Linked DNA regions of Mus musculus: region 2 is linked to region 1. Evidence: chromatin contacts called from public Hi-C data. All regions are on one chromosome and are shown on one strand. Each heading gives the region's core, a stretch centred on a gene start, on an enhancer-like site or on the middle of the called end of the contact. The rest is flanking DNA. Distances are from core to core; before and after follow the strand shown. Region 1 overlaps C530044C16Rik (RIKEN cDNA C530044C16 gene). Region 2 overlaps Gm31579 (predicted gene, 31579).

The links. Hi-C and Micro-C count contacts between places; a contact is called where the count stands out from the background.
Region 2: a contact with region 1 is called in a Hi-C map of uterus, with 4 times the contacts expected there. The contact joins two enhancer-like sites. A contact is called at or near these places in 1 of 15 datasets of contacts at CTCF or cohesin (large pre-B cells), 17 of 484 Hi-C or Micro-C datasets (bone marrow-derived dendritic cells, bone marrow-derived macrophages, cardiomyocytes and 10 more), 9 of 115 datasets of contacts at active chromatin or transcription factors (the 230-238 cell line, acute myeloid leukemia, craniofacial prominence and 5 more) and 4 of 9 other capture datasets (adipose tissue, embryonic tail, liver and 1 more).

Annotation. Positions count from the first base shown.
Region 1 is chr6:50,811,665-50,818,279 of GRCm38.p6, forward strand. C530044C16Rik (RIKEN cDNA C530044C16 gene) reads left to right here. Exons shown (of 5, transcript NR_045984.1): 5 at 2,480-3,230. It overlaps Gm31455 (a long non-coding RNA gene), which reads right to left. Exons shown (of 5, transcript XR_869068.3): 2 at 1,349-1,443. Among named protein-coding and RNA genes, the nearest start is that of Gm31455, 7.3 kb to the right of the region's middle. Within about 2 kb of position 1,802, at least 11 of the 459 cell types and tissues checked have an H3K27ac peak or open chromatin away from gene starts, as enhancers often do. A contact at or near this core is called in uterus, where this site is marked.
Region 2 is chr6:50,909,413-50,916,787 of GRCm38.p6, forward strand. It overlaps Gm31579 (predicted gene, 31579), which reads left to right. Exons shown (of 3, transcript NR_157241.1): 2 at 131-243; 3 at 565-1,012. Among named protein-coding and RNA genes, the nearest start is that of Gm31631, 4.1 kb to the left of the region's middle. Within about 2 kb of position 5,924, at least 4 of the 459 cell types and tissues checked have an H3K27ac peak or open chromatin away from gene starts, as enhancers often do. A contact at or near this core is called in uterus, where this site is marked.

The DNA of each region.
Region 1 (6,615 bases), core at 552-3,051:
ATCTTAAAGAAGAAATTAAAAAAAGGAGAGAGAGAGAGATACACAGAGAGAGATACAGAGAGAGAGGGAGGGAAGAAGGAAGGAAGGAAAGAAGGAAGGTAGGAAAGTCAGTCTGCAGAGAGGTAAGATCCTTTGTGGTTTGAATGCAGATTTGGTCAGCTTTGATCTCTTTAAATTCATCTTTCTGTACTTCAAAAATAAGGCCTCCACTCTAAGATTGTCTGATGGAATTATTTAACTTGATCTTTACCTAAATATAGCATCATATTCCCAAGCCTTTGTGTAGGATCATGATACTATAATTTCAGAGTGGGTAGATGGAGCTGATGTCTGGGACCTGTCAGGTTTAAAGGGAAAATGATTCCCTTTTCTCAGTCAGTGAGTTTCCAGCTATGAAGTCTCAAATTCACTCAAACCATGAGGCAGGGGCTCCTCACCTAGCAGCTGGGTTCTGACCAGAAGTTTGGGGGGTTTGGGGTTATGCCAAGTTTACTGGGCAATTTACACGCTACATGTCATGAAATCCTTCCAGCCTCTGGGCTGGCCTCTTGCAATAGACATATTTGATAAGGAGGCTGGGGTTCCTGTGCTCCCGATAGACATCATGAGTGTTACATAGCTATTGGGTGAGACTCAGAGCTCAGGCTACTAGATGTCCCAAGTGACTGAGGGTACATCCATCTCCTGTCTCCCCAGCCGCTAGAACTCAACCTGTCAGGCTTTGTATGGGAAGGGTTTTACCCACTGAACCATCTTACTGGCCCCACAAAATGTCTCTGTGTATAACTGATCTTACTATTCTGCAGCAAACATACTGGAAGTAGTCATATGCTAGATTACTTCAAGATGGCAGATGAATGCAAAGAGCCCCAGATGGGATTTGGCGGGTGGGACGTTAGTGACCAACTCTAACTGGTTAAATGCATAGGACTTGCAGAAGATGTTACAAGCATTAACAGCCTTTCTAAAGGGAGTATTCACCACTGAATGCAGCGGGAGGCCTAGCTGGGATGATACAGAGTTACCTGCTGGAGGAGGAGGACTGAGTCCAACAAGCAGTCGGCATTGCTTGCCTCTGTACGCACTGCAAGCATGCTCAGGGTGCAGACAAACTTCCTCTGACTCCATGCTACTTATTTCTATAGTCATTACAGGAAGCACAGCCTTTGTTATGAACAAGAGTGATACAGAGTTGCCTTCGGGGGCAACTATGTGGCCTCAGGATTCGCATCTCTCATTCCAAGTGGGGTTGTCAGGGAACAGCCGCTCCGTTTGGGAACAGTTTGTGAAATCAGTACTAGCCAGACTATGTTCTCAAGAACTCGATTCTGCTGCTGATAAAACTCACAGATCATCCGCTGATGTCGGCGGCGCTGCCCACGGGTTTGAGAAACAGAAAATGGCTCTGGGAATTTTGCCGAATAAGGATTGTAGGTGCAGATCCTGGCAAAAGGAGAGAGAAGAGACCTGGGGTGAAGGGTGGGACACGGGGGTGGGCCTTTGAATAATTGCCGAGGCTTTCAAGAAAATGTTAGCATTTATCTTCCCGCAAGGTTTGCCTCACTGAAGCTGAGCTGTTTTGCTCTGTTCAATGAGATATTGATGGAGCGCTGAACTCTGTGATAAATGTTAACTTTTTAATGCACACTGTGTCCCAGAGGCAAGGCCTATGTGGGCTATTGAGAGAAGCAGGCTCAACGAGCCGCTGCTCAAAATTCCAGGAGGTTAATCGACAAATCAGCCTGGAAATGGGGGAACCAGCTGCACGCCTGCTCTACTCTGGCTTTTCTCACAATCCAAGGCATCTGGGTACCATCTTCATGCACAAATAGCCCGTTTCTCAACTTCTCTGGGGTTTTGGCTGACGGGACCATTTGTTTTTTATTATTATTAATGGCATCCTCTTTTCTGACAGGCTCCAGACAACCTCGCTGGTTCAGGTCACCAAGGTAGTCTGGGAAGTAGGGCTCCTCAGCAGGCCCTTTGCCTGGCACTGTAGTGTGGCTGGGCTAGCAGGTCATGGAACTTTTTGTCTTCCTGCCCCCAGTTGTTCTTAGGAGTGAGTTGTGGTGGAGACACAGAGTTCTGGAGATCCATGCTGATATCTGCGAAGGACCCAAAGATACAGAAAACTCATGCCTGCTCCAACTGAGCTGCATGTTAGACTCAATGATGCAGAGGTCACACCCATGGACGTGGATGTCATCGCTTTAGACTGCAGCCAGGATGTGGGACTTTCAACAAAGCTGCCCAGAGGATTCAACATGCAACAGATCTGAGAACCACAGACTCAACCCAAAGTTCATCCGAAAGGCTCCAGGATGGCAAAAGATGTTTCCTTTCTAAACATCACTCACCAGTGCTCCTCTCCCAACTCCAAAATGAAAACTCTCCTCTTTCTCTAAGAATAGAAAGTAGGGATCTGGTGGTTCTTGGGTATAATTGAGTTTAATGTATATTTTTTTTCTCTAAAATCTAGGTGAGAGTCCTTAAAGCCATGAATCCAAGCACACATGTCCAAGAAGACACAGGAGGTTCAGTATTTCCTACTTAAAACTAGAACTGTTGGTGGAGAAGCTTGGCAGAACCAGTGCTGCCGAGGACCTTCCCTGAAAAGTGATATTCTACTCTGAGACAAGCTGTACACGGGCAGAAACACATGCCCGGTGTCACCTAGCCTCTGTGACAGTCCCGGCAGATCACTTTAGTGCCACCCTCCTCTATAGAGCACACTAAGTTGTCAGTGATGGGATGGATCTTGACCTATTGTTATCCTTTGTTTATTGATTTTTTTCCCCTTTAGTTTGAAAGCAACGTGGATCTCCATCTAAAACTATCATTCAAAATTCATTCAGTATTTCCTGAAGGAACTGAAATGTCTAACTCACCAAACAAAGACCTTCTACCTCACAAGTCACGCTGTTTGGGCTTGGACGCTGTAGGTTAAAACTTCCAGGTTGTCGAAGAGAATAACAGATTTGAATCAACTCAAGTTCTGTGTCTTGTCTTTGTAATCCCGGCAAGCACTGTTTATCCCACATCTATTATTTAAGAGTGTGTCAGGACATACGGCCAAAGACAGAACTCCAAGGATCTTTCATGGCTCCAAACCACCATAAGTATCCTGTGCACGTTGTCTGTCGTTGCCTTTGTGTGCATGACCGTGCGATTTGTAAATTTATCTCCTTGTGAAATATGTTTGTTTTAAATAATATAAATGTGCTAATTTGAAGCAAATGTACTTACTAATTTATTTATTTGTTAAAATGCATTCCTTCAAACACAGACCAAGTGATTTGAGGGGTTAGGAACATCTTTTCATTGTATGGATGGCACGTGGTGATAATAAAAAGCAGACTGACTTCAGTCAATTTTATTGTTGTTTGACGTTCTCTGTAGACAACATGCCCCCTCACTCCTTACCCCTGGAGCAGACCACTTAATATTCCCACGACACTCTTCCTTAGTCAAGGCCCCAACATCTAACGACGGAAGTTGGAACTAACACCCAGGTTTCCTGACTCCCAAATCAGTACCATTCTGTGTATAACATACCATGAATAATGCATTTTTCACAAAAGAGCCCAGGGACGTGAGGACAAATTTCTAAAACAGCCTGTAATGAATAATTGCAGAGCTGTGCAGTGCAGTCAGAAACTGAGGACGTGGGCCAGGCCCATTCGGTCCTCTGTGTAGTTTCAGTTCATTTCAGTCCAGAGGTCTGGGTGACATGTGTCCCCTAAGAAAACAGAGGCGACTCTAGTTTTAATAAGGCGACAATTGTTATCTCACTTTATTAACAAGTAGCTTGTATCAGACTGAAACATTTACTGTCTGCATTCAGCTTGAATACTGTATTCATTACGTTTTCTAATCTGTGTGATTACTACCTGTGTAATTTGATGTCTGCATCTGCTATCAGAATTCTTTCAGCTCATTATATTTCCCATCTTTTTTTTTTTTTTTTAATAGAGGATAAGATCGGGACATGGAAAATTGCAGCAGATTGCCTAAGGCGAACTGTAAGCAGCCGGCAGCTGGATGGAGCAGAGCAGATCTCTGTTGTGAAGGGATGTGAGAGGGATGGTTTCTGGGTCTGTGCTCTGCTGTGACAAGCCAGGTGGAGATGGCGCTGGCTCCCTTTCCTATGTAGGGACTGGCTATCCCCAGGCGAGAACTTGGCCTGGTCTTGCCAACTCAGGAAAATTATTTGGATAGAAATTGTGACGTCTAATTGGACACTGTGTGGTTAGTAAACTGTGGCTGAGAATCCCCATGGTGAGGAGTCAGTACCGCGACAAAGCCAGCAAGCTGAGAGGAAACTATTTTTAGATAGACGATAAGTTCATGTTTGCATGTGACATGTAAACCACAGGACAGCAGCATCAAAAATGGCGGAAATGGTTGAGAGCACCAAGTCTACACTTAGCCAAACCTGGAGCTAGACATGGCTTTGCCTTTTTCTGTCAACGTGACTTTAGGGAATTTCCTTATACTCTTTTATGCTTGAGATTTTCCCCTGGTGAAGAACAGAAGGAATGGTGGGAGATTCCCTTCAGAGTTGTTTCAAGAGTGAGGGGATGTGTGCATTGCTTGAGTGATTTAGTTCCCCACCCCCTCTGTCTTCCTTTCTTTCTCTGTATTTTAAGATGGGCTCTTCCCGTGCAGCTCCAGCTGACCTAGAACTCTCTATAGCACAGGCTAGTCTAAAACTGTCTATGTAGCACAAGCTGTCTTAGAACTCTCTATGTAGCACATGTTGGCCTAAAACTCTGCATGTAGCACAGGCTGGCCTAGAACTCTCTATGTAGCACAGGTTGGCAGTGAAGTTACTGTCCTCCCATCTCAGCGTCCTGAACTCTGGGATTAGAGGTATGTGGCACCACACCTTGCCTTTGGGCCCCCTTCTTTCAATTACTAATGTGTCCCTTGAGAGTGTCCAACTAGCATCTTCTGTCTTCTGAGTAGTTTGGCTGTTTTCTAACAGCCCTTGGCATGAGAGGAATTAGGAAAGGCCATGCCTTCTCTTTATCATTTCCTAAGTCCGACCAGTGGTGTGTGCTCTACTCTGGCATTACTTCCTGGCTGTCTTCCTTTGCATAGTCAGGGAGAGTGAATACTAGGCTAAAGCAATATCATTAACGTTCCCCACTCTACAGCCAGAGTCTCCCACTTCACCACGCCCACGGCAAATACAAATCCCCTTAAGGAGCAGCCAGGCCTGTAGCTGCTTGAGACCATCAGCAACAATTAAAGCGTGTCAGAGGAACCCCATGTCAGGATGCGCTTACTGCTACCTGACCCTTTCCTCTTGGTCAGGGCACCAGGCCTCCACAAAGGTCCCTGACTCTGATCTGCTGTGGTCTATCTCAGGGAAAAACTGGCTAGAGAAACGTGCTCGGAGCAGACTTCCTGTCAGGGACACCTGCTGACTACCTGCAGCCCTCTCCATCACCAGGTATGCACCACCTTGAACAACAGGCCAAACTGAAGACTTAAATGGAGTTTCAGATGGGGGTCCCAGGACTTACGGGCTGCATGGTACCCAGCAGACTCTTTCAATCCTGTGAGTTTCAAGTTCATGCCTACAGAGCAAGCACAATGGTCTCACACACAGGCTTTGTGATGCTCTCAGAGATCTAAGTGAATAACACAAACGGGCTGGACACGCGTCTCACTGGGCAAGCGCATACTTAGCATGAACTTGGCGCTCTCTCTCTCTCTCTCTCTCTCTCACACACACACACACACACACACACACATAGCCTGTAAAATAAATAAATAAAAATTTTAAATGCATTTGTTAAAAGCCAATGATCTCATCTTCCAAACACCCATGCCAGCATTACCTAAATCATCAGTAGGAAGGATTTGTCCCCGCCAAGCCCGTGTGCTCATTCATTCGTCTCCTCTCTTTCTATCAGTCGAATCATGCACAGCTGTGAAGCCCACGCCGACTCTCCACTTCCTGTCTACACGGTCTTGGATGGCTGCTCCCACCCCACCTCCCACAGAAAGAGGGCTCAGGCACTAGTATCAGGGGATCTGCTACATATGGTCGTTTTTAGTTTACTTGGTTGTCGCTGAATCCCTGCTAATACCAGTAAGTACTTCTAGAGCATGCATCCTGTACCAGGAGCTGTCGTACTTGATGTCAAAACTCACCTAACCTCACAGCAGCCCAGTGAGTAGATCTGCTAATAACCCAGTTTTACAGATGGGAAAGGTGAGGCACAACTAGATCAGAAGTAACACAGCTGACAATTGGTGATGGCAAGATCAGATTACCGGGATCCAGTTCCACTCTGAGATCTGAAGTCATCACAGGCTCTTTCTCCTTCAGAGCAAAACAGCTTTTGAGGGCCATTAACAATATAACCATCTGTATATGAGATGCACTTCTTGTGTGACAAGCGTCTTTCTCAGCAGGACAGCAATGAATGAGTCATGAAATGACAGTCCCTGCCCTTTGACAGTTCTCATTCATACCCTAAAGCAGATAGATCATCAGCGGCAGGTAACATGTATCAGTTATCACTTGCTGTGTAACAAATACCTCCACAGTTGGCAGGTGATAACACGAAGCTTCTAGAGTCTCACCATTGCTCGGAAATG
Region 2 (7,375 bases), core at 4,674-7,173, 100 kb after region 1:
GCTGGCTTTATGGCATAGCCACCTCGGTTTCTGAGCTCCTATCCTTTATTTTATCCCTGACAAACAAGGCCTGGGGCAAGCCAATGAAGTTATTTTCAAATGGTGATCAGAATCTTGCTGTTTCCCTCAGGTCTCCCACTTTGCAAAGATTTGTCTGTGAAGTGATGCCCAGAAAAGATTTGAGCAGCCGTGCCAATTAGCAATGACCTTCAGCCCTGGGAGCACAGAGGAATCGCGCTCTGGGTAAGAGGAACGGTTTGTTACGATGGAAAACGCTTCTCGTAGATCAAATGGAGTCACTTTGGGCGAGTTAATATTCCATAAATAGAGATCACACATCCTCAGATGAAAGAGGCGAGAGGCCCCATCTCAGCAACGCAAGCCCCTTCCTAATTTACTCACCAGAATCAAGCTGCCTTAACCTTTTGTGGAGCGGGAAGGGCAGGAGGACAGACAAAGGACTTGGTCACACACAATAGTTAGCTTCTCTGTGATGTGCTTTCTAAACTTTGGGGATTAATCAGTGCAGATTGATGGTGTTGCCCAAGTTTGTCCTTGTGTTAGCTGTTCTGCAGGGGGTCTTCATGGATCTCGGTGGAATTTTTCTCAAGCTTCTATGATCAACTAGTGTGCTGGCTGGCAGGATCCCTGGCCTAGAGCGCTGCCATGGGAAGCTCTCTCCTACTTGGCCCCTCATCTTGCTTCAAGCCAGCCCCTGAGGTAGCACATCAAGAGAAAGAGAAGCCAAAACCTGGGCTTGAATCCACAGCTAGCACTCATCCAACATCCTGCTGACCAAGCGAACCATGTGGTCAGGTCAGGAGATGGCGAAGCAGAATTCACTTCTGATGTCACAGAGTGCCAGAGACGAGGACATAGATACAAAATGGATGAAGAGTTAGGGATACTGATGAAGTCTGTCAGCCATGGCGTGAGAAGACAGTGGGAGAACTAACCCGGGAAGAAGATGACCAGGCTCACAGTGAAGAAGACAGAACTTGCTCCCTGATCCTGTGTCTCCTGCCCGTGTTCTCTCATCCTTTCCTCAAGCACTGGAACATTTATTTGATGTTTGTGTAGGAACATTTGGTCTTGTCTGCGGAACCAAGGGTCTTTTCACCATAGGCATTTTGTGCATCTTGGCAGAGTTACAACATGTCTTACTTTCCCTTAGGAGAAATTAAAGATTCCTACTGGCTATTTACTCCCAGAAAGGATGCCCCAGAGTCTTAGTTCTAAGGATAGGGTGTTTCTAATCTACATTTTCTTTTTTTTGTCTTCTAATACTATGGTGAAAATAATAAAGTAAATATTGAAATCTCCTCAAATTTCTTTATATCCTGATGGTTCTGGCTGACCGTACACTTATAAAGACCACACCCTGAAGCTCTCACAAAGATCAGATGAAACGCTTGACTCCAGGGTTTAACTTGACCCAAGGGTTGGGAGGGGATGGTGCAGTCAGTCATTATGTCATTATGAGGGCAGAGAAAGAGAAAGGGGCCACATAATGCCACACAGGAGACCAGGCAGGGACCAGGGCTTTGTCATTGCTGGTGATATGCTAAGAGCTTCTCTGACCTCCTACTTAGCAGTAAATGAAAAACAAAACAAAACAAAACAGAAAGAATCCATGCAAGGAAACTTTCTCCTCTATTCTGGGCATTCAACACTACTAACCACTGACCTCCTGGGCCCTGTGCTACCGTTTTATGGTCTCCGAGGGCCTAATAAATCGTGGTAAATGAGGTGTATCACAGAAACTTATGCCATGGTGGTCAGGAAGGGGAGAGAGAGAGAGAGAGAGAGAGAGAGAGAGAGAGAGAGAGAGAGAGAGAGAGAGAGAGAATATCATAACTCTTCTGGATTTCTCCTGTCCCCTTTAGTCAGAGCAGGCCCTGGCCCATGGAGACGACCTGGAGTGGATCTCCCCTCATAGGGGGGATGAATCCACCCAGGACAGGAGGTTCTAGGATATATAAGAAAGCAGGATGAGGATGAGCAAGCCATGAAGAGCAATCCAGTAAGCCCCATTCCTCCATGGTAACAAACTTCAGTTCACTCATCAGTAGACTGGAAGTTCAAATGCAGGTCTAATTACAAATGACACTAGATAGTGACATCTCAATTGCTAATATAGTAGTCTGAATGTATGACAAAAGTGCAACATAAGCTTTTGATACATACAGCAACCCAAAGAGATCAATAACAATTCTGAGTATATTATTTAAAAATATAACACATAATATATAATATATATAGTACATATGTAATAGTATAATATACATAATGTATAAGTATAATACCATATATACTACACATATATTTTATAAAATATTAATAGTATTATATATAATACTATATATAGTTCATATATATTATGTAGTATATATTATATTATGTATTATTAGTTATATATTATGTATTATATATTATATCATAACTCATCTATTTATTATATAATCTAATATATATTTATATATATTAGTATCTGAAATAAATATTGTTTCATACTATCAAAATCTTGTGACTAAGTTTTAAAAACCTCATTGAATTTCTAAAATTTATAACCTCATTAAAAAATTAAAAGGTGGAAGTAAGTTCATTGATAAGTATAAATTATTTTTTAAAAAAGAATTAGTATAAAATAGTTTCCTCTGAATGACTGATTTACCTTGAGCTTAGCTGCACTTACATTGCCTCTTGCCCTTATTCAGACCTCTTCTAAGGAAATAAATCACCTTTTCATTCTAGAAGGAAATGGAATGATGACTACCCCATGAGAAGACAAAGGAGAAATAGCCCAAGTTCATAAAATAAGAATGGAAACCCCTTTCCTCCTGGTTGGCAGGAGGGTGTGCATACCTCACCGCAATACACCCTGAGTCTTTCAAAATCATTCTCTCTACTGCTGTTTTCCAAGGCTCACGAGTTCACAAAGCTGTATTGTCCACAGTCACCTCCCCCGAGAGCCCATGGCCAGGGATGGTGTGCTGTGTAGCCTAAAAGGGCAGCAGTTTGATCACATCGCAGAACAAGAACCAACAACAGATATGGATGTAGCTTAGTGATAGAGCACACCCTTAACATATACAAGGCAATAGTCCAGATTCACTGAACAATAATTGCCCATGCCCCCCTTGAATATACAGACCTAGAGATCTGCTTATGTTTTTCTTTGTGTGGCTCACTCTTGTCAAAAAGTTGTCATGCCATGTAGGGCTCCACATGCAATGGATTCAAATCTGGGAAGCAGTTGGGGGATTTTTTCCCCTTCTCTTGGGAAGCCTGCTTGATTGTTCAGAAGAGCCTCTGGGGAACCTTTGTTAAGCAACGCTGGGTAGGCAAGTCTTTGCTGAAACCCATGCTGTTCATTGGTACCTTGACTGGAGCTATTCCCACAGAGTGGTGTAGGTAGAACCCAGGTTAGAGGGCATTCATAGGAGAGTGGAGCGAGATGAAAGGGAGAAGTCAGGTTATCAGTTTCAGGGGGTTTGACATAACCAGAGATGGTAAAACTGGCCGTGAGAAGGGAATGATGTGAGCTGAAGAAAAGGGTCTGCCTAACCTTGTGTGGGGGATTACAGTAGATTTGTGTGTGAATGGGACAAGGCTGGGCAGGGGATAGTTTGTACTTAAGAAAAGATAGCAGGCACTGAAGCCTGTTTTGAGTGAGAAAGAATGGCCAGTACTCCACATGTCATTGAAGCATTTATCCCAGACAGCTCATTTATGGCAACCTGGGACGTGTGGCACCCAGGAATAGGTGCGTCTGGTAGGAGAATACAGCCACTGTAGCCTGTGAAAGTTCCCTCTGGACTGCCCGATTTTCATAATGAAATAAAGCATTGAGCTGAGATGAGGACCGAGGACTGTGAGGAGGAAATAGAAATGAACCATCTAGCTGAGCGGCAAGATAAACAGTCAAGACGCACAACTCAAAAAAGCTTATTTCTGGACTGTGACATGATATGTTTAAACTTGACCCAACAGACTCTAGCTGTCAGTTCAAGCTTTGAATTGTGATTGGAATTGTCAGGTGGTGACAACCTAATGCTTTCTACACACTGGGAAAGCTTAGAGTCTGTGAATGTATGTTCATAGCTTCTCAAATATTGGTCTACAGAAACAAAAATATTTTTAATGAAATAAAATAAAACAATTCTCCCAAGATGAGGATGGACCTGACACTAGGTCCCTTCAAAAGTTCTTTGTAACCATTTCAGGGGCTTGAGGAAAAACTGTAAGTCAAGAAGGAATGAGTGAGATGGACCAACATCCCTAGTGAGATATATAGAACATCATATTCCCATGTGTCCTCAGAGAACACTTACAATGGTTGGCAGCTGGTTACCACACCTCGTGGGCAGAGATGGAAACACACAGCAAGGACACCCTATCAAATAGGTTCTGCAGAGGACTTCCAACTGGGTTCTCAGTAGGAATAGCTCTCAAGGGGTCAAGATAGATAGAAGGAAGGCTCTCTGCTTCACAGCTCTTGCTCACTGCCCTGCTCACATTTCTGTGATGCTCCACTGCATGTCTTATGGTTCTTCTCCACCCACCCTCATCTTTGTAGGCACTGCTTTTTTCAAAACCTACTTTAATAAAGATTCTTAAATGTTTCAATCTCCCTTATAGCCCACCAAACAAAGGTAGGGGAGGAAGATGGTTAATAGGACAAAGGGTGTGTGGACCTGTTTGGAAGTAGTTCTTGGGGAAATTCTAATTTTCATTGTCAGGATACCAGCAGTGGAGTCCAATAGTGTCACCAAACACACATCAGCCGCAAAGGCTCAATCCATAATAACCTTGAGGCTCCCCAAAATTGGCACAAGTCTGAGAGGCAGCTGGCATACCACAAGGAGTTCTTCCGTGAGTTACTCACTATGAACTCACAAGTGAACATAAATGAAGACCAGCTTAATGCCACAAGGTGTGCCAATGCAAGAGCATCATCAGCAAAGACCAGGGGAACGTGGCAAGGTGAACCAATGCAAGAGTGTCCTCCTACTGTCTGTGGAGTTCTGTTTATATTCTTTCTAAACATCGCACGCCCTCTCAAGCGTCTACTGCAGCAAAACACCACATGCCCTTTCACAAAACAGTTTCCAGAAAAATACCATGTGTCTGTTTTAGCAAAACATCGCCTCATAAGACAGCTTCCAGAAAAAACAGCACGTGACACAACTGAGTCTCCAAAGAGACCAGAAATATCCACTTCATATCTCCCCAGTGAGAACGGGCATAAGAGAAAGTCTATGAGGAGGCAACTTCTTTGGGTGAGACCAGACAGGGCACTGCCCCAATTCATAACCTCAATTTAGAAGAGATTCAAGCGCAAGTATAAAAAGATGTGTTTGTGTCATCATGGCAATCTCAAGGCCCTTTGTAGCCATGTCCTATGCAAAGCTGAGCTCTGATGCTCTCTTGCTGGATGATTCTGAGCAGCCTCTTCACTCTCTTGACCTAGGTGTCCTGGTTCTTAAAATAGGATGCTGGTGGTGGCATCAGGGTTGCTTAGACGATTGCATTCCCTTTGCTTTGCTTGCTTAGTTCTTTGATCTAAGCTTGGGGAAGTGGGTTGGTACAGGTAAGAGTCTTCTAAACCACCATGGAGCTATCCTAGCATAAGGCTTTGCCTTAGAGCATCTTGTTGTGGAGAAAGGCTGTGCCTCTAAGAGACTACTGCTCTTCTTATCCACAGTTCAACTGTTTTATAAACTGGTAAGAGAGCAGCCCAGGAGCGGTAGCAGCTGATGGCTCTCACCAACAGAGCAACAAGAACATCCATTGATGCCAAGTTCATAAACGAGAAATACTCCCCCCTAGAAATGCTGAACACCAGAGCTTTCCTAATGATCTCTCGGACTGAAAGGGCTAACCGATTGAGATGTAGTTGAGTAACTCTGCTGGTTGTCTCTCCTGACAGCTCTTTCCACACCCAGAAAGTTAGCAGCTGAATGTCCAGCCAAGCCTGGGTACTCAGCACAGCCCAGTGCGAGCGAACCCACATGTTGTGTACAAGTCTTCCAAAGAAATAAAGACAAATAAAGATTGACTGAGGAGGAGAAAGGTAAAATACCTTATTATTTATAACTAAACAGAACTGTGGAGAAAAATATTTTTGCAAGATCAATGGCTGGATTTAGTAGTATAGGGTCTGTTTTAAATTTTTTTTTTTTTTTTTTTTTTTTTTTTTGGCCAGTTCACTCATGGGTAGTTTTATTTTGCTGAAAAGGCACAGAAAGGGGTTAGGAAAATTAACATTAATTCGATTTTATTTCTCTTGGCTACTGGCCATAGAGTTCAAATAGAGTGCAGCCTCTGGCCAAGTTCTGTCACAAGCAAAATTCAAAATACACAGCTTAACTCACTCACTTTTTTTTTCTGACATAAAAAGGGTAGAGCTGGGGGGAAGCAGAAAAAGAAGTATATCTTATTTTCATCTTCCTTTAATTTTCTTTTTGAGAAAACAAGTTGGAAGTGGTAGGACTAGGCAAGATACAAAGTTATGTATCAACTACGTGAACTATTGATGTCTGAGTAGCTAACACAACACATGCCAGTGAACTAAAGCTCCAATCTCTTCGCTCAAGACAGAAGAGTGGATGATGATCACTGCATCTCACATTCCTCCAGTCCCTGCCCCTTCCACACACACACACACACATCCACGACGCACCCACATGGCACGGCAGGCCTGTGGAGGTCAGTGGGCAACTTGCAAGAGTTGGCTCTCTCCTTCCATCTCATAGGTTCCCCAGAATCACCTCAAGTTGTCAGACTTTCTAGCAAGCATCTTAACCCACAGAGACACTGCACTGGCCTCAAGCCCTGCTTTCAGAACAGGCAGGGATCCAATTGCTTCCCAGCCCCTCTAACACAACCCTACCAGGACCACTGTAATCTCTGTGCCGAACATAAAAACAGTCCTCGAGAAGGCCCTTCATGCTCCTTTTCCAGAAAATTCTCCACTCAGTCAGTTACCCAGTAGCTCTGTAGTATTCTTGCTTTGGCTTTATTTTCCAGCCATAAATACGTGAAGCATCCCTCAACCAGGCATGGACACATGCGCATCCCTCTGCTTCAACCCGTTTTACTTGGATAAGCAGCATGGCTCAATTCCTTTCCTTTCAGGCCAGTACCGAATGCCTCAGATCTTAGAGGGCTACTTCTAGATCATTCTGTGCAACATTCAAACCTTCACCTAGTGCACTATAACCACTTTAATTTTTTAATTTTTTTCTCTGTAGTGTGAACTAAAATTTTACATACGTTTTTTTTGTTTGTTTTTGTTTTTGTTTTTGTTTTTTTTGCTTGAAGTGAGCAACATCCCAATAGAATTTTTTTTCCACTCAGCATGTTTGTTGAT